Regions from separate parts of the Mus musculus genome. Here regions 1, 2, 3, 4 and 5 are each linked to region 6. The links are chromatin contacts, called in public HiCAR-type and HiChIP or PLAC-seq maps. All regions are on one chromosome and are shown on one strand. Each heading gives the region's core, a stretch centred on a gene start, on an enhancer-like site or on the middle of the called end of the contact. The rest is flanking DNA. Distances are from core to core; before and after follow the strand shown. Region 1 overlaps Tmem132d (transmembrane protein 132D). Region 2 holds the start of Fzd10 (frizzled class receptor 10). Region 3 has its middle 9.3 kb from the start of Gm33738. Region 4 has its middle 31 kb from the start of Gm38612. Region 5 has its middle 41 kb from the start of Gm33738. Region 6 holds the start of Slc15a4 (solute carrier family 15, member 4).

The links. HiCAR-type assays count read pairs that join an accessible place to other places. HiChIP or PLAC-seq counts read pairs in DNA pulled down with a chosen protein or histone mark.
Region 1: an H3K4me3 HiChIP or PLAC-seq map of embryonic basal ganglia shows a contact between it and region 6, with 6 times the contacts expected there. The contact joins the enhancer-like site here to the promoter of Slc15a4 in region 6. A contact is called at or near these places in 6 of 115 datasets of contacts at active chromatin or transcription factors (embryonic basal ganglia, embryonic forebrain, embryonic hindbrain and 3 more).
Region 2: an H3K4me3 HiChIP or PLAC-seq map of embryonic forebrain shows a contact between it and region 6, with 2.3 times the contacts expected there. The contact joins the promoter of Fzd10 here to the promoter of Slc15a4 in region 6. A contact is called at or near these places in 3 of 39 promoter capture datasets (cranial neural crest, hippocampal neurons and second pharyngeal arch cranial neural crest), 2 of 484 Hi-C or Micro-C datasets (both in embryonic stem cells), 6 of 115 datasets of contacts at active chromatin or transcription factors (astrocytes, embryonic forebrain, embryonic stem cells and 2 more) and 1 of 9 other capture datasets (embryonic stem cells).
Region 3: a contact with region 6 is called in an H3K4me3 HiChIP or PLAC-seq map of embryonic forebrain, with 6 times the contacts expected there. The contact joins the enhancer-like site here to the promoter of Slc15a4 in region 6. A contact is called at or near these places in 1 of 484 Hi-C or Micro-C datasets (stem cell-derived motor neurons), 11 of 115 datasets of contacts at active chromatin or transcription factors (craniofacial prominence, differentiating embryonic stem cells, embryonic basal ganglia and 8 more) and 1 of 9 other capture datasets (adipose tissue).
Region 4: a contact with region 6 is called in a HiCAR-type map of astrocytes, with 3 times the contacts expected there. The contact joins the enhancer-like site here to the promoter of Slc15a4 in region 6. A contact is called at or near these places in 4 of 115 datasets of contacts at active chromatin or transcription factors (astrocytes, embryonic basal ganglia, embryonic forebrain and 1 more).
Region 5: a contact with region 6 is called in an H3K4me3 HiChIP or PLAC-seq map of forebrain, with 7 times the contacts expected there. The contact joins the enhancer-like site here to the promoter of Slc15a4 in region 6. A contact is called at or near these places in 13 of 115 datasets of contacts at active chromatin or transcription factors (astrocytes, differentiating embryonic stem cells, embryonic basal ganglia and 9 more).

What each region holds. Positions count from the first base shown.
Region 1 is chr5:128,416,125-128,419,861 of GRCm38.p6, forward strand. The region is part of intron 1 of Tmem132d (transmembrane protein 132D); the gene reads right to left. Among named protein-coding and RNA genes, the nearest start is that of Tmem132d, 15 kb to the right of the region's middle. Within about 2 kb of position 2,422, at least 5 of the 459 cell types and tissues checked have an H3K27ac peak or open chromatin away from gene starts, as enhancers often do. A contact at or near this core is called in embryonic basal ganglia, where this site is marked.
Region 2 is chr5:128,599,365-128,603,463 of GRCm38.p6, forward strand. Fzd10 (frizzled class receptor 10) reads left to right here and starts at 1,742. Exons shown (of 1, transcript NM_175284.3): 1 at 1,742-4,099. The coding sequence starts at 1,854. The coding sequence ends at 3,602. It overlaps Fzd10os (frizzled class receptor 10, opposite strand), which reads right to left and starts at 1,323. Exons shown (of 6, transcript NR_015517.2): 1 at 1,173-1,323.
Region 3 is chr5:128,450,737-128,454,759 of GRCm38.p6, forward strand. No RefSeq gene overlaps it. Among named protein-coding and RNA genes, the nearest start is that of Gm33738, 9.3 kb to the left of the region's middle. Within about 2 kb of position 1,620, at least 9 of the 459 cell types and tissues checked have an H3K27ac peak or open chromatin away from gene starts, as enhancers often do. A contact at or near this core is called in differentiating embryonic stem cells, embryonic forebrain and stem cell-derived motor neurons, where this site is marked.
Region 4 is chr5:128,537,400-128,541,430 of GRCm38.p6, forward strand. No RefSeq gene overlaps it. Among named protein-coding and RNA genes, the nearest start is that of Gm38612, 31 kb to the right of the region's middle. Within about 2 kb of position 1,397, at least 23 of the 459 cell types and tissues checked have an H3K27ac peak or open chromatin away from gene starts, as enhancers often do. A contact at or near this core is called in astrocytes, where this site is marked.
Region 5 is chr5:128,482,170-128,486,001 of GRCm38.p6, forward strand. No RefSeq gene overlaps it. Among named protein-coding and RNA genes, the nearest start is that of Gm33738, 41 kb to the left of the region's middle. Within about 2 kb of position 1,487, at least 42 of the 459 cell types and tissues checked have an H3K27ac peak or open chromatin away from gene starts, as enhancers often do. A contact at or near this core is called in differentiating embryonic stem cells, embryonic stem cells, forebrain and 3 more, where this site is marked.
Region 6 is chr5:127,614,792-127,618,905 of GRCm38.p6, forward strand. It overlaps Slc15a4 (solute carrier family 15, member 4), which reads right to left and starts at 2,601. Exons shown (of 8, transcript NM_133895.1): 1 at 2,024-2,601. The coding sequence starts at 2,578.

The DNA of each region.
Region 1 (3,737 bases), core at 1,172-3,671, 800 kb after region 6:
CTGAAAGAAAAACCTATGCTTCCATATCCAACAGAAGCTTCCTAAAGTTGTTTCTCACTGTAGGCTTCTCATTATTCAAAAGTTTCATTAGGGGGCTGGAGAGATGGCTCAGGGCTTAAGAGCACTGGCTGCCCGTGCAGAGGACCAGGGTTCAATTCCCAGCACCTACATGAGTGGCTCACAACCACCTGTAGCTCCAGTTCCAGGAGATCCAATGACCTTTTCTAGCCTCCAGAGGCATAGTATGCATTGTATACAGGGAAGTTTGCAGGCAGATTCATACATATGAAATTTAAAAATGTAAATCATTTCATTTTCTTTCATTAAGTTGATATGGGTGTGTTAATCACTGTACAATCAAACTACAAACATAGGACAATTTAATAAAGACTTTACAGGTTTCAAAAGAAAAAAAGAAGAGGCTTTTCCATTGCCCACAGCTATGTAATTAATCTGTATATGCAAAACAGATCATAAAGCAAAAGTTAGAAGATCCTGGGAATCAATAGGAAAGTAGTGAGGTGTGAGTGAGCTCAGGGGGCCTGGACTTTACAGACAGTCAGTGGTTGCTGGGGAAGGAGATTTTCTTCAATGGTGTGGATACTGGTAAACTGCCTATGTTCCAGTGACTAACCCTTCACACATGTTCCTGAAAGACATGGGGATGGAGTTCAATGGCTCACCAAGAAAAGTTAGAAGGGGACTAGAAGAGGGACAAAATGGAAAGTAAAAAATGACCCTCAGGACAACACAAGAGTGGGTAAGAGAGAATAAACACAATCAAAATATACTATGTGTATATACACATAATATATACATATACATATACATACACATACACATATACATGGGACAAGAGTGGGCAACAGAGAATAAACATGATCAAAATATATGTGTGTGTGTGTGTGTGTGTGTGTGTGTGTATATGTATATATATACACACACATACATATACATATGTGGGTTTTACTGCATGTATATATGTGTGTGTATATGTGTGTATATATGTATGTATATGTGTATGTGTGTATGTATGTGTATGTACACACACACACACACACACATATATATATATGCGTATATATATAAAAGAAACTATATATATATATCAGAAGAAATGATACTTCTGTACAGAGTCAGGGACAGGAAGTTAGCCCTGCACTCAAGATTCAAGAATCCAGGGTGCTCTTGTCTGTGTTCATTTCCCCTTTCTGAAAGGAACTGGATCCAGAAAACTGTGTCACTGCAGGGCACCCAGCAGCCCAGGCCCAGGGATCCTGGCAATGAAAGAAGAGATACCATGCCTCAGAGGTGGCCCTGGAGAAACTGCTGGCTTCCTCCATCTGGAGATGGGTGCCCTTACTGATGGGCCAACGTGGGATGGAAGACCAACCAGTTGGCTCATCAACCCAGAACTGCAGGAAAATCTACATTTTTGGAACCTAATCCTTGTCCCAAAACACACTGACAGCAGACCATTTGTCAACCCAAACTCACACCTGTGACATAACAGAGCTGGGGACCTGATGAGTCTACCTGTTGCTGGCCTATCCCCTGACCCTGTTGTTTATCCATTTTACACCCCTTTTGATTCACCAGGGCTTTTAAATTATAAAAGAGTGACAGAGGAGGTGACTTGGTGGGTAAAGGCTTGCTTGAGCAAATCTGATGACCTGAGTTCAATCCCTGGAACCTATGTAAAAAATGCCTGAAACCTCAGCACTCCTATAATAGGATGGGAGACAGAGCCCAAAGAACCTGTCAGAAGCCCCGGGCTCAGTTATCATGGAGCGTGCTGTATAGTGTCAGAAGGAACAAGAGAGACCCTGACTCAAAACAAGATGGAAGGCAGACAGATGGAAAATTGTCTTCTGACCTCTACAGGCATCACAGCACATGAGGTCTTGTACACACACACACACACGCAGAGGTACACGAACTCACATATACATACACCCACATACTCACAAATAAATAAGAATAGCATCCTCTTCCTATTCAAAATTGACCCCCTCCCATGGTGTGACCTTCAAGGACACACATTCTAACTGGCAAAATGAGCCACAGCCCTGAAGGAGATTCTGCCAAGCCATTCTGGGAAAACTAAGAAAGAGTAAGCATGACCTTCAGCCCCACTATACACTGCAAGCTTTTGTCAAAGTCTGAGTATTAGGCTCTCTGTAACACTGGTGTGTCTTCCAAACCGGGCTTCCCTCCTCTTTTTGATGTTATACTTATCTGAAGTGCAGGCAAAACCCAACTCCCTAATGTGTACCACCTAATTAGGGAAATCAAGCCAGACATGTTCTTGGAACAGATACACAGAATTCCGTATGATGGGACAGGCTTCTTTGTAAACTGCGCTCGCAAGTCTGTACGTCAAAACCGCTGCCTTCCCCCCACAACCCCTCCTTGTTGTTTCAGTCCCACCCAGAATGTTAATCGCATTACTCAAACTGCTCTCTCTCCCTGAGAATTCTTTGTAGCTCCACAGATCTTGGCGTCTCGGAACACTGAATGCCTGTAAAACAAGCGATTGTGTGTTTTGATGCTTGCTTTTAAGGGAGCATAACGCAAATATTTATTCACCGCAGTAATTTGCATTGTGCGTGTAGTTTTCACATCTAATTAAGGACTCGGAAAAATTACAGTCGTTGGAAACAAAAGCTTACATTGCATTTAAATACACATTCAAAGGATGGAGTAACTTCTCCTGGAGGGTGAGATTCCAGACTGGGACTCACCATTGAGACTGAAGCATGGAATCGCCTGGGAAGTTTAAAAAGCTAGAGAAAAAGCTGAATACTGACATCTCGGGTTGCAAACTGCCGTGGCTATGAGAACTGGATATTACTGTCCTGTTGGTCATGAGCAGCCATGCTCTCTTGACAGCATCCCTTCCCTGTGTTCCTGTGAGAGTCTTAAACAGAGCTCCACTCTAGCCTTTGCACGGAGGACCAACAGCCTAAACTTTCAGCCCATCACATCTTACTGAGTGTGGGCGTTGGTTCACAAAGGTCTCGTAGAGCAAAAACTTGAGTTGAGACTTGGAAGGAACCTTTAAAATGGGGGTGGGGAGAGCTGTTTTTCTAAATTGAGGGTAAAGGGATGCCACTCTGATCTAAGGGTATCCTTTTGCCTAAAGAACAGACAGACGGACAGTGGCCTTTGTGAGATCAAGGGAAAAGATCAGATATGTTAGATTCCTCAGGTCTCACTGGAGTCCCCAGACCAAGCCCAGCATGATGTCAATCCGTGTCCCAACATCTCCGCTCATTTCCACAATCCTCTTGGAAAACAAATGCAACAGGAGACAGTCCACATATATTTCATGTCTGTACGAGTCTCATGGTTTAGATCTGAAGTGTCTCTATTTTACTGGCATGTGTCAAGCACACATGAAGGGATTCAGCAGGCAGTATTGTACATTGTCTACTGAGATCATCTCCTCCTTCGAGTCCCATTCTCCTCCTACTCCCAGTGTTTCCCCCGGCCGCTCTTCTACCTCCATACAGACTCTCCTCCCTCTCCCCTGCAAGGTATATATATGTTTATTCTGGTGGACCAATGAGTTTCCTTAGGGTTGCTTACCTGCAAAGGTCTGATAGGTTGCTTAGCGGAGCATAGGATCTTTCCAATGGTTGCACCATGGATGAAAACATCTCTCCCTAAGCAACAATTAGCTGCCTGTGGATCCTCGGAAAAGGGAAGGGCCTCATGACCCTCTCACCCTAGCG
Region 2 (4,099 bases), core at 492-2,991, 980 kb after region 6:
TCAGGTCTGTCCGCTATGTCTGACAAATGAAAGGGGGGTAAAGAGGAAGAACTCCCTGCAGATGGGACGCTGAAGCCTTGTTTTAATTAGAAGTCGATCCTCTGCAGGAAGCGCAAGGCAGGGCGGGGAGGAGGGGTCCTGGGTAGCCTCGTTCCTGGCTTGGCTGGAGCCACTGAAGGCTTCCAGGCATCTGTGCACCCAACTCGGCCCTGGGGTGCGCAAGACTGACTGGCCGAAAGATGAGCAGGGGACTTAGCTGCACCTATGCAGTTGGGGGAGTCCGCACTGGAGGTCCTGGTAGTTTCCCAGACACTTAAAACGCAGACCTGAATGGGGGTGGGGTGGGGTCTAAGGAGAGAGTGGGCCACCGCCCTGAGGGCTGTTTATCCAAAGCCAAGAGTCCGCGACAGGTGCCGCACCCCAGATCTCTCGGACATCTAAGGACTGCGGTGGGCTCCCATGGTGCACTCACTCCCTGTGCGGGGGAAGGAGGTTGAAGCTCTGTGTCCTTATCACAGATTAGCCCAAAACCAACCAAGGGGCAGGAGCCAGCATAGCAAGGCACGGAGAGGCCCCACCACTCTGCGTGGGAACCAGCCGTGCGCGTGTAGGCCGGGGCTCAGCCTCCGCCTCCCAGGAGGACGCAGGCCGAGCACATCTTTCGCCAAATAATATAAATACACAACTTCCTATAATAAATAAACTCAGCCGCTTGGAGAAACCACCAGCCGGCTTGGCGCGATGGTCCCCAACACGGTGGCCTTGGCGGGGCAAGGGTCACCACGATTCAAGCCAAGCCCCTCTTCTCGGGGTGCGGGGTGTCAGCGGCCCGGAAAGTCTCCTCCCCGCCCCCTCCCTTCTTTCTTTGAGTAGACCTTGCAGAAGAGGCCCTAAACTCCGGCTTCCCAAGTCCCCTCCCCCTCCCCTGCACTCGGCCCTTTTGAAATTTCAAAGGCAGCCCCTCCCCGGAGTCCGAGCTCCGCGCCCCGGGCAGCAAACCCCCGGCTTCGGGAAGATGCGGGCAGCTTTACAAGCCGAGGGGCCACTTTTTTATGAGCACGGTCATAAAACGCAAATCCCGTGTCTCTTTGAAAGTGCCCTCCGCCAGGGCCCGGTCGTAAAAGTAGAAGATGCGTCCCCAGCCCCCAACCCCGGGTGAGGACCACCCTTACCCGAGTCCCCAAACTTCCCGTAACCTCGGCGTCCTTGGGGTACCGGGGACAATCTCAAGGCCTCCCACCCCCCCTCTGGGGCGGGGAGGGCAAGCAGAGAGGCCGGCAGGAGGTGAGGCTGGAGGCTGGGGTCCAGCCCCAAGCTGGGGCTGAGGGCGGAGGCTGCCCGGGGCGCAAGGCTTTCTGATGCAAAGCAGCAGCGGGGCGGGGCGGCGGGCGGAGGCGGGGCCTGTCACCAATCGGCTTTGCTTTTTTTTTTTTTTTTTTTCCCTCTTTGCTACTCTTTGCCTCTTTGCAAGTCTTCTCATCCCGGGACGCCGTGCTGGAAGCAGCTGCGGGCGCCGGGAGGGAGGAGCTCCAGGGCCCAGGGCCACGGTGTGCCCGCGCTGCCCCACCGCGGTCCGCGATCGCCCGCGCCCGGAAGAAGAGGCCAAAGTTTGCGCGCTGAGCGGCGCTCGCTCCGCCGTATTGTTTGCAAACTTCGCTCCCCTCCCCCGCCGCCCCCCGACTCCGCTGAGGCCGCGCGCCCACCGCGGTGGCCCCGGGCGCCGCGAGCGCTCCGGCCAGACTGGATGGGCATGCGCGGGGGCCCGAGCCGGGGCGCGGAGCCGCGGGCAGCAGCAACAGCCCGTGCCCGGGAGCGGCGGCCCTGAGCGGCGCTGGGACATTGAGGGCGCCACCATGCAACACCCGGGCCCGCGCCTGTGGCTGGTGCTGCAGGTGATGATAGGCTCGTGCACGGCCATCAGCTCCATGGACTTAGAGCGCCCTGGAGACGGCAAGTGCCAGCCGGTGGAGATTCCCATGTGCAAGGACATCGGCTACAACACCACCCGCATGCCCAACCTGATGGGTCACGAGAACCAGCGCGAGGCGGCCATCCAACTGCACGAGTTCGCGCCGCTCGTGGAGTACGGCTGCCACAGCCACCTTCGCTTCTTCCTGTGTTCGCTGTACGCGCCCATGTGCACCGAGCAGGTCTCCACACCCATCCCTGCTTGCCGGGTCATGTGCGAGCAGGCCCGGCTCAAGTGCTCGCCGATCATGGAGCAGTTCAAATTCAGGTGGCCGGACTCCCTGGATTGCAGCAAGCTCCCCAACAAGAACGACCCCAACTACCTGTGCATGGAGGCACCCAACAACGGCTCGGATGAGCCCAGCCGGGGCTCTGGCATGTTTCCTCCGCTCTTCAGGCCCCAGAGGCCCCACAGCGCGCAGGAGCACCCACTAAAGGACGGGGGTCCGGGGCGCGCAGGTTGTGACAACCCAGGCAAGTTCCACCATGTGGAGAAGAGCGAATCTTGCGCACCGCTTTGCACTCCGGGGGTGGATGTGTATTGGAGCCGCGACGACAAGCGCTTCGCTGTGGTCTGGCTGGCCATCTGGTCCGTGCTGTGCTTCTTCTCCAGCGCCTTCACCGTGCTCACCTTCCTCATCGACCCATCGCGCTTCAGGTACCCCGAACGTCCTATCATCTTCCTCTCCATGTGCTACTGCGTTTATTCGGTGGGCTATATCATCCGCCTCTTCGCGGGCGCGGAGAGCATCGCTTGTGACCGGGACAGTGGGCAGCTGTATGTTATCCAGGAAGGACTGGAGAGCACGGGCTGTACCTTAGTCTTCTTGGTACTTTACTACTTCGGCATGGCCAGCTCTTTATGGTGGGTGGTCCTCACCCTCACTTGGTTCCTGGCTGCTGGAAAGAAGTGGGGCCATGAGGCCATTGAAGCCAACAGCAGCTACTTTCACCTGGCAGCTTGGGCCATCCCGGCTGTGAAGACTATCTTGATCTTGGTGATGCGCAGGGTGGCAGGGGATGAGCTCACTGGTGTGTGTTATGTGGGCAGCATGGATGTCAATGCTCTGACCGGCTTCGTGCTGGTCCCGCTGGCTTGCTACCTAGTCATCGGCACTTCCTTCATCCTGTCCGGCTTTGTGGCTTTATTCCACATCCGGAGGGTGATGAAAACGGGTGGGGAGAACACGGACAAGCTGGAGAAGCTCATGGTACGCATAGGGGTCTTCTCCCTCCTCTACACTGTGCCGGCCACCTGTGTGATTGCCTGCTATTTTTATGAACGCCTCAACATGGACTACTGGAAGATGCTGGCCACCCAGCACAAGTGTAAGATGAACAATCAGACCAAGACACCTGACTGCCTGATGACCACCTCCATCCCTGCCGTGGAGGTCTTCATGGTCAAAGTGTCCATGCTGCTGGTGGTGGGCATCACCAGTGGGGTGTGGGTCTGGACTTCCAAGACCCTGCAGTCCTGGCAACACGTATGCAGCCGGGGGCTAAAGAGAAAAAGCCGGAGGAAACCAGCCAGTGTGGTCACCAGTGCAGGGATCTACAAAAAAGCCCAGCACCCCCAAAAACCTCACCTTGGGAAGTATGAACTGCCCGCCCAGCCTTCAGCCTGCGTGTGAAGGCAGAGCTGGCTGCAAGAACAGGACATTCGGAGCCCAAATGGGCAGCTTTTCTTGGTTGGCTGGTTGTTGGTAAATCAAAGTAAAAAGAATATGTATATATATATACATGTATGTGTATGCATGTGCATATATATGCATATATTTACACATACATGAAGTCTACCTTGAGGTTCAGAACAGCTGAATGTAAAGGGTTCTGTTCAGTTTGTTGCCTCCCTGAAGGGTCGCTCATTAAGGAGGGAGCCTCTTGTGTAACTAATTTGTGGTAAAGTAGTTGATTCAACCGCCCTCCAGAAAACTTTTGTTTAGGCCTCAAGCACACAGCTGTGTATTCAGAAGGCTTTGCTGCCTGTGCATAAACTTGAGGCTGGAGAGCTCCTTTGTAAGCTAAAGAGCTTTCCTGGGGGGGGGGGGGGGCAGCCAGTGAGCCACCCAAGGGCCTGCTCTCCCTCCCTCACTCCCCCAGCTAGGCTGCTGTATGGGTGGGAGGGAAG
Region 3 (4,023 bases), core at 370-2,869, 830 kb after region 6:
TTGTTTTGTTTTGTTTTGTTTTGTTTTGTTTTGTTTTATTTTGAATGGGGCTCACGGTGTCTCAGTCCACCATGGTGGGAATGGTAGCACAGTAGTACAGCAGAGCTCATGGTGGCAGGAGGGTGTGAAGGAGACTCTTCACATAGTAGCCAACAGTAAGTAGAGGGAGCTAAGTCAGCAACAAGAACAACTATTAACATATCTTTCAAAATGTCCTGGATCCACTGGCCCAGCCTCTACAGCCTTCAAGACCACACCCATTGGGGGGGAACCAGTGCCCTCTTCTGGCCTCGTTGGGTACTGCACTTACATATCTCGCAGTCAACCCACATCAAGTAAAATCTTTGAAAGAACCTTAAAAATTACATGTGTTCATGTTAGGAGGAGGCATATGCCTGGAACAGCACTGTGGGAAAGGTCTGAGCACAACTTGTGGAAGTTGGTTCTCTCCTCCGCCATGTGACTCAAACTTGGGCCATCAGCCTGGGCAGCCAGTGTTACTATCTCACCACCACCGCTCCTTAGGTTTTTTTTGTTTTGTTTTTACACCTTTTCTTTTTAATTGGGGAGGGGGAAGTACCACAGCAAACCTATGGAGATAAAAAAATACGTTTTGGGGACTTCGTTCCCTCCTCCCACCATGTGGGAACTAGAGCTCAAACTCTACACATTGGGTCTGGCAGCAAGCTAAGTCACCCCAGCAGCCCCTATGTAAAATTTCCCTAACCCACCAAGATTAAACCTACAAGATTACTGGTTACAAAGGAGTTTCTTTCATTCACTGCTGGGACTCAGCCTGTGCACATAATCATGGGATATTTGTGTGTTTCATGGAGCTTTAATCAAAGCCATTTCTTGTGCCTCGGCTAAAAGACTGGCGATTTCTTCTGGAAGACTGCATTGTAGAATTTTAATAGTCACATTTTAATTCAACGTAGACATCCTCCCCGAATTTACAAGTGTCATCAGCAAGCACTGTGGGAGCCTGACACTGTCTAAGGACTTCATCCTGATTGGAGGCACAGCAGGCAGGCGACAGGTACAGAAAGCCGCTTTCACTGCAATGAGCAAGTAACTGGAGAGGTCAGCCGCGTCCTGTTGTTGCTGTTATTTTATTCATTACGCATTTATACTTCTGAGTCCGTTTATTTATTCCTTGTTCCTCTGCAAATAGATGAAGGTGACGTTTGGTTCACTGAAAATGCCCTTTTCCCCACAGCTTTGAATGCCTGGAAAGGCTGCCCTTGCTGAAGGTGCAGCTTGTGGGGGAACCTTATTCAGAAGCCAGAGGAGCCTCATGAATAATCTGGACCTTTGTGACTCTCCAGATGTAACTCAAGATGCAGCAGGTGCTCCCTGGTGCTCCCCAACAACAGAGGACAGGCTTCCAGCTGAGTCCTCAGTCCTACATATACCCAGTGTCCTTTTCTCTCTTCTTGCCTTTGTCTGTCATTCCTTGTTTCTGTGGGTCCTACCAGGAGCCCTGGTGAGCCTCTTTGAGGGGATCTATGCAGTGGCATGAGCTTTCTAACTGCTTCTTCAGTGGATTTCCTCTAGCCCTGGAGGAGGAGACCAATGGTGGGCAGCCATCCCCAGACGGACCATTCACATGATCAGGCTGCCTGATACTTGCAACTGAATTCTGAGGCGGGTTATGTGTCTGCCATCTGTTCTGTGAGCTGAGCAACAGAGGAAGACATGTGTCAGGGAAGAGGCTGGAGCTGCATATTCGGGGGGGGGGGATGCGGCAAACATACAGTGGAGGGGGCTGGGCTCCCTGATTAAGCCGTTAGCTGCCTGGAGAAGTAGGCTTGCTGAGTGCATACAGTTTGAATCTATCCCGGCAGACACTGGACAGGCAGAGCATGAAAACCAGACACATACACATGCACCCATTGTCTTGAGGTTTCTATTAAACCTCCTGAAATAGTCAGAGTGTGTGTGTATGTGTGTGTGTGTGTGTGTGTGTGTGTGTGTGTGTGAGAGAGAGAGAGAGAGAGAGAGACAGAGAGAGAGAGAGAGAGAGGATGAATATGTGCATGAGTATGTATATGTGTATAAGTGTGTATGTGTGAGTGTGTATGTGAGTGTGTATGAGTGTGTATATGTGTGTAAGTGAACATGTGTATGTGTGAGAGTGAGTGTAAATGTTTGTGAGTATGTGTATAAGTGTGGATGAGTGTGTATATGTGTCTGTGGTTATAGTGTGGATTTGTGTGATAGTGTGTGAGTGTGTGACTATGTATGCAAGAGTGTATGTGTGTATGTACGCCAGTGTGCGAGTGTGTATGACTGTGAGGGCATGTGTGAGTGTGAGGGCATGAGTGTTTGAGTGCATGTGTGTGAGAATGTGTGTGTGAGTGTGCAAGGGTGTGACTGTGTGTGTACATGTGAGTATGTGAGAGTATGAGTTTGTGACTGTGTGTGCTGTGGGCATCATATAAGGATTAGTTTTTCCTGAGGTTTCTGTTACCCACAACGAAGCAAACAAAAATTTTCCCATGTGAAAATGACTGATTTCACTTGAGTATTTATAGAGATGACATTAAAGCTGACTGAGAAGAGTGATTGCAAATGGTATGGAATCTGAATCTATACTCATGTGTATACATACATTTAATTTCTTGAGACAGGGTCTTATATAGTCAAGGCTGGCGTTGAATTTAGTAAGTTGCCTAAGGTGACCTTCAACTTGTGATTCTCCTGCCTCTGCCTCCCAAACACTTAGTCTATTAGTCAGGGTTCTCTATAGAACAGAACTGACAGATGAAAATAGATGAGAGATACACATATACATACATACATATATACAAACATACATACATACATGCATGCATAGCTAGAGAGATACATATATGTATGCATACATAGATACATAGATAAATACATGCATGCATGCATAGATAGATAGATAGATAGATAGATAGATAGATAGATAGACAGACAGACAGACAAATAATAGATAGATACATACATGCATACATAGATACATATATATACATACATGTACACATACATAGATACATAGATGATAGATACATACATGTATGCATAGATGGATAGATAGATAGACAGATAGATAGATAGATAGATAGATAGATAGATAGATAGATAGATAGATAGATGATAGATAAACACCACAACATGAGGAACTGTATTAAACGGTCACAGCACTGGGAAGGTTGAGAACCACTGATCTAGATGGGTCTAGAAAAGAAGCTGAAGGAAGCAGAGAAGCACAAGAGCCATCTGGATGCACGTCCCCTGTAGGTATATGGTAGAGAAGGGAAATAGACCAAAGGCTGCAGGCCTGAGGGGGGATGGAGGAGGCTGCTGTGGGGGAGGGGCGACAATAACTTTCTAGAAATCCATGGTGGTGGGTGGTATTTATCTAACCCTCCCATTATGGTAAAAAGCATGAAAACAAAATTGCCAAGGTCTGTTTTGTATTAATTATCATCCACAAAGCTCTGCTAAGTACACCCTGTCTCTCTGTTCTGGGCCACGGGACTCCACAGGGGGCCTGCCTCTTCTGTCCATGCCTGTGTTTGCTGATGGACAGCTTGCTAACCTAGCCACTCTCTCAAGAGAGCCATAAATGCCAGGAACTCCAGAGAGGGGAAAACTATTTGGGGGTGGGGAATCTGGGGATAAAATGTCAGGTCCCAGTGGAAGGCAAGTTTCTTTCTTAGTCAGAGAAACCCTGAGGAACACAGGACCTAAGGGAGAAAGAAAATGGGCTTCTCACTGGCCCAGCATTCCAAGTCCTGGGAAAGAGACTGGTGCTGGCACAAAACCGGCCAAGGAATAGGCTGTGAATAGATGCGGTGAGACTGGACTGCTGGAAAAAGATGGACAGATGAGATGGGATAGATTAATGGGAAGGGGTGGGCTGATTAGAGGGGGCAGGCTGGTGGGGGAGGGGCCTACTGGAGGGTATGAGTTGGTTTGATAGATTGGCTGATAGTAGGGGATGGGTTGATTGGAGGGGGTGGGCTGATTGGAGGGGGAGGGCTGATTAGA
Region 4 (4,031 bases), core at 147-2,646, 920 kb after region 6:
TGAAGAGCTATGAACAACCAATGGCTGCTGAGAGGAAGAATCAGTCGTCAGGGACAAGCCCCCTGATAGGCTATCCGATTACACGTGGTCAGCCCTAAACTTATGAACTATGGGGAAAACTGGTCTCTGTGACTGGTGTGTGTGTGTGTGTGTGTGTGTGTGCGCGCGCGCGCGTGTGTGTATCACATATATGTGTGTATATGTGTGTATATATATGTATTATATGTACATACATATATGGCAGTGTGTGTATGTATGTATAATGTAACAATAATAATTATAAAAGATTGGGTTATGAAATTGGGAGAGAAGGAGGGGTACATAGGAGGATTTGAAAGTGGGAGAGAGAGGGGCAGAAATTCTATGCAGTATTCATGCATGCAATTCTCAAAAAGCTATAAAAAAATACATTTAAAACATTGGCTTGATCTCCCTTGGCTTTTTGACTTTGGCAGTTTTAACATTCAGACCTAGTGTAAGTTAAGCAGACCCAGGAGGACCTGCGAGGCCTGTGGCCAGCATAGTATCCTCCCCGACTTGCTACACACCTCTATTTGATACCATGGGGTATTGCTTCCCTTCAGAGCAGACAGATCTGGGATTTGGTTGTTCTTGCTTTGGTAAGTTACATCCTGAGTTAATCTTGCATCTCTTTCCCATTGGCTTTGTTTCCATATAAAATTATTTCACATTGGTGTAGCATTTGTGGTTTAAAAAAAAAAAATGCTTCATGGGCCTGCAGACTGGCTCAGTGGATAAGAGTACTTGCTGTTCTTACAGACCTTGGTTCTCAGCACATACAGGACCCTCTCTCCAGCTCCAGGGAAGCTAATGGCTTCTTCTAGTCTGTGCCAGCACCTGCACCTGCTGCATATACACACTGTGCACACACACAGATGTAGAATAATATACACAAAACTAACATGGCTCACGGGAGTATGAGGTTCTTCTTTTGTTTGGATGCTTTCTATTCAGCCACAATCTCTGCCTGTCTGTCTTTTGCACACACATAAACATACACACATATGCACATACACAGAAACATAGAAACACACACACACATTTTCTCTGTCTATGTTTCTTTCTCTCTGATGTTTATGTTTCTATCTCTCTGTATCTCTATGCCTCTAGCTCCCTCTCTTTGTCTGTGCCTCTGTCTCTCTCTGTGTCTCTATCTCTTTGCATACACATTCTCTCTATCCCTGTCTTGTTTTTTTTCTATCTCTCGGTGTGTGTGTCTCTCTCTCTGTCTCCCTGACCCTCTATGTCTCTCTCTCTTGCTCTCCAGAAGACCAAGAGGAGGACATTTGAACAGGACTCACATAGAGATGGCCAGTATTCACCAGTCAGCTCTCCATTGTCCTGACATACCATCAAGATGAGTCACCACAAATGCCCCTAGCATCCTGCACTATGGGTGAACATTTTTTGCTAGCATCTCTAGCAACATCTTTGTCTCATTTAATCAAATAGCTCATGCGCTCATGCGCTCCGGTGAGCTGGCAAAGCTGGAGGTGGACAAAGAACCAGGCTCTCAGGGTCACTGTGGCGGGGGGAGGAGAAAGGCTTCATCTGCTGCCACGGAAGTCATCTACTTAAGCCTGGTCTTCCAGTCTCCCTGGTGAATGCCTCTTAACTTCAGAAGCCATGGGAGAAAATGCCCAGTTGGCCAAGTGTGGGCCAGATGCCTGGCCAAGACTGGAGGCAGGGGGACCTGAGGACTAGATCCACGGAGCCTACCCAGTGTGGGAGAATGCCTGAGGACACTGCTCCCCCAAATTCATCGGCCTCCTCCTCCCTGGCAGAGAGCTGGTCTGAATTTCCCAGGCTCCTTTGCCATTCAGACCTAATTATCTCTGTTCCCAAGCCTTAGCCTGAAAAAATGAGCACAAGCCATGAGACCCAGCCCTTGGACACAGAGCTTGTCCCTGTTCCCTCCACCTTACGCATGGCTGGAGCATCGGCAGCCTGAGATGATCCAGGAAATGTCACAGATAGGAACCTCAGTTAACACAGGTCCCCCTGTGATCCCAGACACAGAGGTCCCTACTCTTTACAATGCTGTGGCCGAAATAAGAACAAGAGTCACTTGGGACCAGGATACTGGTACAGTCTAAGCACAGGGAAGAAATGACAGGGAACCTTAAAAGTGGCTCACAGTAAAGTCCGTCTTGTACATTATTCAATACATGAGAGAAGGTATGGGGCATTTGTTGGGACAGCCACTTGTAACAATCACTCTAACGGGTTCCGTGAAACTCGGACAGGAAACCCTAAATGACAGCAATTAAAGGCATTTCCAGTCTCCCCTTCACATCATCTTCTCATCCCTAGATGGTCATGAATTCTAGAAGACCCCCAACAAGAAGGGCCATTGCCACTGAAGGCATGCTGACCTGCTCCACCCTGGGCAACAGTGTCTAGCTCTTTTCCCTCCAGGTCACCAAAAGCTATTACCTCAGAAACATGGCCCCATTAAGGGCCTGACAGAGACCCAAGGTTTGTCTGAGAGCCTGTGGGGAGAATCCATCTACTCTTCCCACCAGACACGTAGCCTTTAGACAGCCCACAGTTTCCTTGGCTTGCCGCAGAATTCTCCCATTTTCTTTTCATTCCCTGGTTTCTGGCTTTTGTCCGTCTATGAAGAATGGCAGGAAATGTCTTCTCCCACTTCTGGTGTCAAAAAAATAGAAATCTGCAAAGAAAAAGAAAGAAAGAAAGAAAGGAAGGAAGAAAGAAAGAAAGAAAGAAAGAAAGAAAGAAAGAAAGAAAGAAAGAAAGAAAGAAAGAAAGAAAGAAAGAAAACGCCTGGAAGCAAACAGCATGGCTGCCTGTGGTGGTGTACACAATGTTTGTCTGGGTTTGCCTTTTTCTTTATTTGTCTTGAAATAAGGCATAATGTGCTCCGGATTGGCCTTATGCCTTATGTACCGCAGGACAACCTTGAACTCCTGATTCTCCAACTTCCATCTCCTATGGGCTGGAACGACAGGCATGTATCACCTGGGTGCTTTTGCATGAGATGAATTTAAAGGGATTTTCTAAAATGTTAATAAAGGGGCCTGAGGATTCACAAAAATGAACCCTGACCTCTTACCAGTTACTGCCATCCAGAATCGAATGTGAAGTGGTTTTCTTTCTTCTTTAAATAAAGAAAAAAAGAAAACTCCTAAACTGGGCAGTGGTTGCACACACTTTTGTAAACCCAATACTAGGAGGCAGAAGCAGGCAAATCTCTGAGTTCAAGGCCAGCCTGGTCTATAGAGAGAGTTCCATGACAACCAGGGCTACACAGAAACTCTCCATCTCTCTCTCTCTCTCTCTCTCTCTCTCAAAAAAAATCTATCCAAGGGATCATAAAATCAAAGTTATATTTTGAAATAAGCTTCTTGGGCCCAGAGAAATGGCTCAGCAGTTAAAAACACTTGCTCCCTTTGCAGAGAACCCTTATTCAGTTCCAACAGTCACACTGGGTAGCTCACAACCACATGTAACTCCCACTCCACAGGACATAACTCCCCCTTCTGGACTTACTCCACACAGGTGCACATACACACATCAAATGTAAAATGGTCTTAAAGTAGCCTTTGAAAATCAGCTTAAGCAGCCTTCCAGCACATACGTAGCACATGTGCAGCTTAATCTTTACTTGGGTTTTGAACAACTGGAGCAGAGGCTATCCTAAAAGCTGGTGCCTGTATGTAGGATATGCTCTTCCAGCTGGGCTGCCTTGTCTGGCCTCAGAGGGAGAGGAAGGGGCTAGCCTTGCAGAGACTTGAAGTGCTGGCCTGAGGGGATACCCAGAGGGACCCCCACCCACTCAGAGGAGAAGGGGAGGGAGGATTGTGGGAGGGGGTGACTGAGAGGGGGGAAGTGGGCGGGATGTGAAGTGAACAAGTAAAAACAAACAAACAAACAAACAAATAAATATAAAAATAATCAGTTTGAGCATCAGCTCTAACCCCAAGCTGATAGCCCCATTTAAGTGGGAGTCCAGAGAATCTCAGGGGAAAGCCCAACTTTGGAAGGAG
Region 5 (3,832 bases), core at 237-2,736, 870 kb after region 6:
GTACTCTCACTGGCCCGGAACTTGCCAAGCAGGCTAGGCTGGCAGGGATCCTCCTGTCTCTGCCTCACCTGCAGTAGGATTTCAAGCACACCGTCTCAGTCAGCTTTCTTACATGGGCTCTGGGGGCTTGAACTCAAGTCCTTGCGCTTTCTCACTGAGGCATCAGACCAGTCTGTGAAGGAATTGCTTATGTGAGCGGCCCGATTGAAGACCCCAGGAAACAGGCAGTACGCGGTATAACTCACGCATCCCTAGATGATTTCCCCTCTGCTCTGTCCACACACATCTTCTTCAGTGAGCAAACGATCCTAATCCTGTCAGAGTTCTTCCCCAAACCTCAGCGACAGCCCCATGAAGTTTAAGGATGGGAAATATTTACGCCCTGGCTTCCACCCCACCCAAATCTGAAAACTTGGATTTGGCTGGTTCCGTGCGTGACCTAGGGGGGCTGCAAAGCTCCCCTGGATTCTGGGTTCCAACCCCTCTTGAGTTAACCCCTCCATTGAGAAAACCACTGCTCTGGGACCCGGTTTCTGTTGATTTTGCCAAGCTTGGAGCAGACAGGACAGACAAGCTCAGCTCAGTTGGTACCTTCCTGTCCAGCTACGAGCGGCTACAAAGCTGCCTCCCGAACCCCGACCAGCCTTGTTCTGCTCCTCGGCTTCTGTTTCTGGAGCGTTCCGTCATGAGCTCAAAGGTTGGGCTGAGCCATCGGCCGGGGATAAGGGAGATGATTTATCTTCTCCAAGGAGCAGAAATTGAGGTCAGCCAGGACACAAGGTGGCTAATTAGAAAGGACCCCAGCTGCTGAGGCGAGTGACTGCGGAGATACACGGGGTTCGGGTGCAGTTACAGGCTTGTGGGAGTGTAGCTGCCGCTGGGCTCCTGCTGCCAGGAACAGCGAAACTGCATCCAGGGCAACAATTCTCCCCCCAGCAGTTCTCCACATAGGGTCACTTGCAGTCTCTCAGGTCATTTTGTTCAGGGACTGGATTCTGCTTTTGTTATGCAAACCAGGCCAATCCTGCCAAACTCATCCCCCTAGGACTCAGCCAAAGGATTAAAAGATGCGAATCAGAACGGAAGGGGGTGGGGGATCCTGCAGTGAGGAGAACAGAACACAAGCCTCGCTCTTTCCCTCTCATGAATATCCTGAAAAGTGCAGAGGTGTGCTTCTTCGGGTGTGTGAAGGAGGTGATTTCAATCCCAAGAATATGTTGCTTTCAAACTCATAATAGATTGAGATCTGAGGAGAGGTGTGTAGGTGTCTGTTTTTTAAAAAGCTGGCACTTGCGAAGGAAAACAAATGGCCTCCAATTCATTCCCGTTATAACACCAAGGACTTGGGAAGAAGCTCGCAGAAGAGTAGCCGACCCCATCCCCACCTGGAGGAGGCAGTCCGCTGCGGATGAGGACCCGCTGTCAATCACTGGGAACCCTGTCCAGGAGCCGACTCTGGAGCTCTGTCCGTCCAGAGCAGACCCATGCAGACACATTTACTTGCTTCTGTGTGAGATGGGGAAATGTCTCCGAGCTCATTAGGGAGAGAGCAGTGGTGAACATTAACTTCAGGAAACACAAGCTTGGGTATCTCTTGCGCTCGCTCGGCATACACTAGGATGCTCTCCTGTTCACAGAAGACTCTCAAAGATAAAAATATTAAAAAAAGATTTTTAAAAGACATTAAAGCACGAAGCATTTCTTTCTCAGCAACCCCACTGAAAAGTCTGTGGGTGGCTGTAACAGGTTCTAAATGACTGGAGGAGTGGGAATTGGAAGACCCCCCCCCAAAAAAGGAAAAAAAAACTAGTGCTGTTCTTTTGTTCTATTTTCTTTTAGTTTTAATTTTTTAATTTTTTAATTTTTTAATTTTTTTTTTTTTTTTTTTTTTTTTTTTTTTTTTAGTTTTTAGAAGAATCCATACTCCAAAGAGAAAGAAACTCAGCTGACACATCATGTTATGACGTTGGTCCTTAGCAGAGCAGGAAGCCAGTTCCACCGGTACACCAGCAGGGCTGGGCATTCAGAAGCAGAGAATAGAAAAAGAAAACCCTTCCTCTGCTGTGGAAGGTGGCACTCAGGGATGAGCCAGTGTCTTGTCACCAGGTGGCTGGACAGTCTCTCCCTCCCCAGGGACATCAATGAGCTGTCGCTAATGAGTCTGCTTAGACTAAAGGCTGCTGTCACCTGGGAGGAGCACGGCTTTCTCCAGGTCAATTTCATTGATTCCATAAGCCAGCTTAAGCCCCCTCCTCTCTCTCTCAGCCATCCCAGTCCCAGTCTATCATAGAAGGCTGTGCTTCTCCTGTATACGTTTGCTGTATTTTTATTTGGCTCGAGAGAAGCCTAAAGAACACTTTTTCCCCCCACGTCTATCAACAAGTCCCAAGGTTTCTAAACACTCCCAGATTACCAATCATACACCAGTTAAAAGTCATAATAATATGTCACTTTGCGGGTTTCTTGATGAGTTTCGACAGGATCGCTGTGATGGTTGACATTGTCAGCGTGACAGGATCTAGAATCAGGGAAGAGACAAATTCTGGGCTTATCTATGAGGGGGTGTGTTTATAGAGAGCTGGCTGAGGTAAGAAGACTCACCTGAATTGTGCGAGGCTCGATCCCATGGGCTGGGGGCATGGACTGTCACTGTCTCCTGATTGCAGAGACAATGTGGCCAGCTGCCACACAGCTCCTATGACCATGCCTTCTCTGTTACAGTAGACTGTATTCTCCCCTGGTACTGTAAGCCAGAACAAATCCTCCCTTCTTAAGATTCTTTTGCTGGGCATGTACTGTATTTTATTTTAAAGTGCGTGCGTGCGTGTGTGTGTGTGTGTGTGTGTGTGTGTGTGTGTACACGTTTGTGTGTGTACACATGTGCATGCATGTACATGATGTATGTGTTTGTGGTAACCAGAAGAGGGCATCAGATCACCAGCACTGGGGTTACAGAAAGTTGTGAGCCACCATGTGGCTGCTGGGAATTGAACCCAGGTCCTCTGGAAGTACAGCCAATGTTCTTAATCACTGAGCCATCTCTCCATCCCCCTTGGGTATTTTGTCACAGCAGCATGACAAAGAACCAGTACCGTCACTTTGAAGTTTTAAACACTTGGAGCAAGCAAAACCAAATTATCTACAATTCCCCAACCCATAGTGGATTTATTTATTTATTTATTTATTTATTTATTCATTCATTCATTCATTTTACCCAAACAGCCATTAACATTTGGAATGAACAGGTCACCAGGAGGCACAGTGCCACCAAGGAACAGAGACAAATAGGCATGACACTACCACTAACTGTATGCCCAGTTTGGGATCACCCACTGTAACCAGTTCGTTCCAGTGCTGTTAGTGACTGTAATGTCACAATCATGAATGAGTCTCTGCTGCCTACCCCAGAACAGAAACTCTTTAGAAAAGTATGCACAGAAAGTCTGAATATTCATCAGTCGGAAATGCTTTCTCCCAAACAGTAGTTGTAGCTTGTTAATATGTTTATCTCCAAAGCCTGAAACCCATTAAGAAATCTGTCCATAGCAAACTCCCCAACTGTTGACCAATAGCTCCACTCTGGCTTTAATATCCAGTGGTTTCCAATTGCATGGGACATAGGCTTCTGAGGATGGAGGGAAGGCAGGGTCTGCTGTGTGTCCATGGATCCCAAGGCTACCTGGTGAGCCTCTACATCACACATTCCTTGGGCCCAGGTGCAGCTTAATGGATCTAGAGATGCTCCAGGTGGGATAGCAAGAGACTGGTTTACCCTGGAGAGCATCCTAGCATGGTCCATGGAATCAGAGTGGAGTTAGGGAATTAGTTGAAT
Region 6 (4,114 bases), core at 1,351-3,850:
TTTACTTGTATGACCCACAGTCTTGCTCTGTAGCCCAGAATATGTGATGTGGCAACCTTCCTGCCTCAATCTCTTAAATACTGAGATCACTACTACTTCTGACACCGTTGAGATTGTGTCCTCTCCGAAATGGCCAGCCTTACAGACACCATATAACACTGGCCAGTCAGTCCTACATTTGTGGTGCTACTCTGAGATGACTTCGCTCTGCTGACTTCAATTTCAGCTTCTCAAGGATCAGTTTTGTACCAAGACCCAGGGCTCACCTTCCCTGTTACACACAAATAACCCTCTAGCACTTCCTATAGCCAGCCTCCCAATCTGAGTGCAACCTTCAGTCCAAGGCACTGCCTCCACTCTAGGCCACACTTCTCTCCTCAGACCAGCGGTAGTCTGAGCCGTGCTCTCACCCTCCTGGCACACAACGCACTCTAGGATAGCTATTTGCAGTCTTTCTGAAACAGGACAACACGTGTTCTGTTTTAGGAGTTATCTAGCCCCTGCTTTACTCAGTTTTACAGCTCCATGGAAGGCAGAGGTCGGGGATGTGTAAGCAATTAAGAATGAGACCTTAAGCTGGGCAGTGGTGGCGCACGCCTTTAATCCCAGCACTTGAGAGGCAGAGGCTGGTGAACTTCTGAGTTCGAGGCCAGCCTGGTTTACAGAGTGAGTTCCAGGACAGCTAGGGCTACACAGAGAAACCCGGTCTTGAAAAACCAAAAAAAAAAAAAGAAGAAGAAAGAAAGGAAGAAAGCAAGCTTTATCCTGAGAGCCTGACACTCAAACCCCACATAATTTCCACTGCTTACAAAATACTCTATTTGCATCTGACCACTAGAACTATTCTTGGCATGGGAGTCCCCTAAGAAAGGGAAGCAGAGCAGATGTGGCTCCACAGCTCTGGCTCCCTCCTCATCCCTTGTTCTTGGATGTCAGAGTAGCAGCGAATGATGCTGGTCTTTCCCACCTGCCACACCCTACCCCAAAACTTACTTAAAGCATTAAAGATGGAAACTAAGCGCTTGCCTGTCTCTTGCCCCTAACTTTGTAAAAGGGAAGCTAGGGCAGTGTCAGAGCCTTTGTACATGTCTATCCTCCAAGTCATAACTTCACCCTTTTCTCTTTCAGATCTCAACGCAGATGACTCCACCAACAGAACGTCCCTTCTCCTTAAAACCACAATGGTTACTGCATCACGAATAAATCCCACCTCAACTCTTCCTTACCACCCAGATCATAACTGTTTATACAGCTTTCCCCTATTCCAGTACTTCCACCACCACCCCCCCACACACACACACACAAAGCTCCCCCAGAGCAGAGGGTGGGTGTTGTTCTCTCCCCTCCTACAGTCCCCTACCAGATGCAAGAGCAGATGTGGACAGCGGTGCGCACAGGGGAGGGGAAGGGGCTGTTACTCCCTCTTACTCAGTCCTGGACCTAGTGCCAGGTGTGGAATGGGTTCTACTCATGGGCTTCCTCCCCACACGCATTAGAGGGAGTCTTGCCCTTCCTCCTACCCACTCGGGTGTTGGAGCAGATGGGTTTCCTCCTGCCACTCTCCAAGGGAAGAGCAGGTCTCCTTCCTCACCTCCACTAACAAGGAGGGATCAGAGGCAGGTGGCCTTCTTCTCTGCACTACAAGGGAGATTCCCTGGGTTGGGAAATTCCTCTCCCTCACCTTAACCTTTCTCTAGATCTGAGGCGATGTGGGGTGCAGGTCTATGGGTTGGGAAGCTTGGTGGGCAGCCCTGTGCTTTCCGATCGATTGCGCATAGGTGCAGAGGCAAGTGGGGATGTAGGCTTAGGTGTTTGGGGTGGCTCCTTTTTTCCAATCAGTGGAAGAACCCTGGGGGACAGGAGGTGCAGATGATACACAGGCTACCGTGCCAGTTCCCCCGTGTCCCCAGCGTTGTTAAAGTCAACGCTTAGGTTCGGGTAGCCGTGGTGCGCAGGAGGTGCGGCGGGGGGGGGGGGGGTGGTGGTCCCCAAACCCGGGAAGACCTGAGCGGGTCCGGCTCACCTGATCGGCGCCGAAGGGCGTGATGTTGGCCTTGACCGTGGCCACCCCGAGACCCACGAGCACGAGCCCCGCGAAGGTGGCGGGGGCACAGCGGCGCGCGGCGTTCTCGGGACACGACGCTGACCCGTTGGGGAAGGGCGCCGAGCAGTTGCGCACGAGCTCGGGCCGCGGGTCCCCGCAGAGGAAGGAGCGCGAGCGGGGCGCGGCCAGCAGCGGGAAGGCCAGCAGGCCCAGCAGGTAGAGGGCCAGGCTGAGCAGGATGGCGCGGGCCCGGCCGAGGCGGGCGTCGGCGAGCCAGCCCCCGAACGGCGAGCCCAGATAGGTGAGGCCCATGAAGAGCAGCAGCGCCTGGCTGGCCTGCGCGCCCTCCCAGTCGAACGGCGCGCCATTCAGGAACAGCACCAGGTTGGCCGTGACGCCGTAGAAGGCCGCGCGCTCCAGCAGCTCGGCCAACAGCACCGCCCCGCACGCCGCACGCCGCCCCGCGAACACCGCGGACGCCGCCGACACTGCCGGACGCCGCGAACCCAACAGCGGCGCCCGCTCGCCCTCCATGGCCGGTTCACTGAGGACTCGGTAGCCCAACTCTCGCGAGACAGCGAGTTCCCTCCCTCTCCCGCCGCCGCCTTTTAACTGGGCAAGCTGGGCGGGGGTGGCTGCCGGTTCCGCCCCCGGAAATCCGGCCAAGCGGGCCTTTCACTTGACAGCGGTTTGTTGTTGAGATGCGTGGAGGGATGGTGGTTCCTATGGCTGGAGGGGTTCCACCGGGAAACTGGAACCCTAGACTCCGAGGTTCCGGCCCCAAACTGGGTTCCTAATCCAGGTCACCAGGGTCTAAATCTTCCCTTCTTGCCATCTTCTCAGGACCCAGGCGTCAAGTGTAACAGTCTCGGCCTCCTCTCCCTCTCTTGGTATCTCACTTTTCTGTCTCTTCTTAAAACAAAAATTACTAAAATTTATTTATTTTTGGTTTTTTTCGAGACAGGGTTTCTCGGTGTAGCCCTGGCTGTCCTGGAACTCATTTTGTAGACCAGGCTAGCCTCGAACTCAGAAATCCGCCTGCCTCTGCCTCCCAAGTGCTGGGATTAAAGGCGTGCGCCACTACCGCCCTGCTGCTGCTGCTGCTTCTTCTTCTTCTTCTTCTTCTTCTTCTTATTATTATTATTATTATTTTAAGGACTGAAGAGATAACTCCACAGTTAAGAGCACTGGCTGCTAGTCAGAGGTTCTGGGCTCGATTCCCAGCACCCACCTTGTGTCTCCTAACAATCTGTAACTCTAGTTCCTCGTGGATCCGGCACCTTCTTCTGGCCTCCAGGGCTACTGCACACACACAGGGTGCACAGACCTCCATGAACGCAAAGCATCCATACACATAAAACTAAACACATCTTTAGTGGCACATGCCACTAATCCCAGCTCTTGGGAGGCAGAGGCGGGCGAATCTCTGTGAGTTCGAAACCAGTGTAGTCGACACAGTGAGTTCTGCCAGGGCTGCATAGTGAGACCCTGTCTCAAAAAAAAAAAAAAAAAAAAAAGGAAAGGAAAAAAGAAAAAGAAAGAAAGAAAGGGAAAGAAAAGAAGAAGAGAAAAGAAAAGAAAAGAAAAGAAACTAAAACCAAAACCTTTATTTACAGCCTATAACTGACTCTTAGTCCTGCTGGTAAGTAAGACTGAGTCTTGGAACGTTTGCTTAAAGACTGGACCAGTGAGATGGCTTACCAAGTAAAGGTGCTTGCTACCCGGCCTGGTGATAGCCTGAGTTCTATCCCCCTGCTGGGAGCCCCACACAATGGATAGACAGCAGACACTGCATGTATGTCCACACATACAGACACAGGCAATTAAAAAGAAAAAGTTCTGCTAAGCTAAGCATGACATACTTGAACAAACTCTGTATTGGAATGATAAGGCTAATAAACCATTTGGACTGACTGAGCTGGTAACTCACTGCGCAGTCTGACTGGTACTAACTAATCCGATGGGTCAGTCTCTTCAGGGAAATGGCGAAGCTAATGGCTCGGAGGGGCCTTGGAGTTAAGTGTGTGGAGGGAGGAATTTTAGGCAGTGTGCTGGGGCCCCTGAACTTGG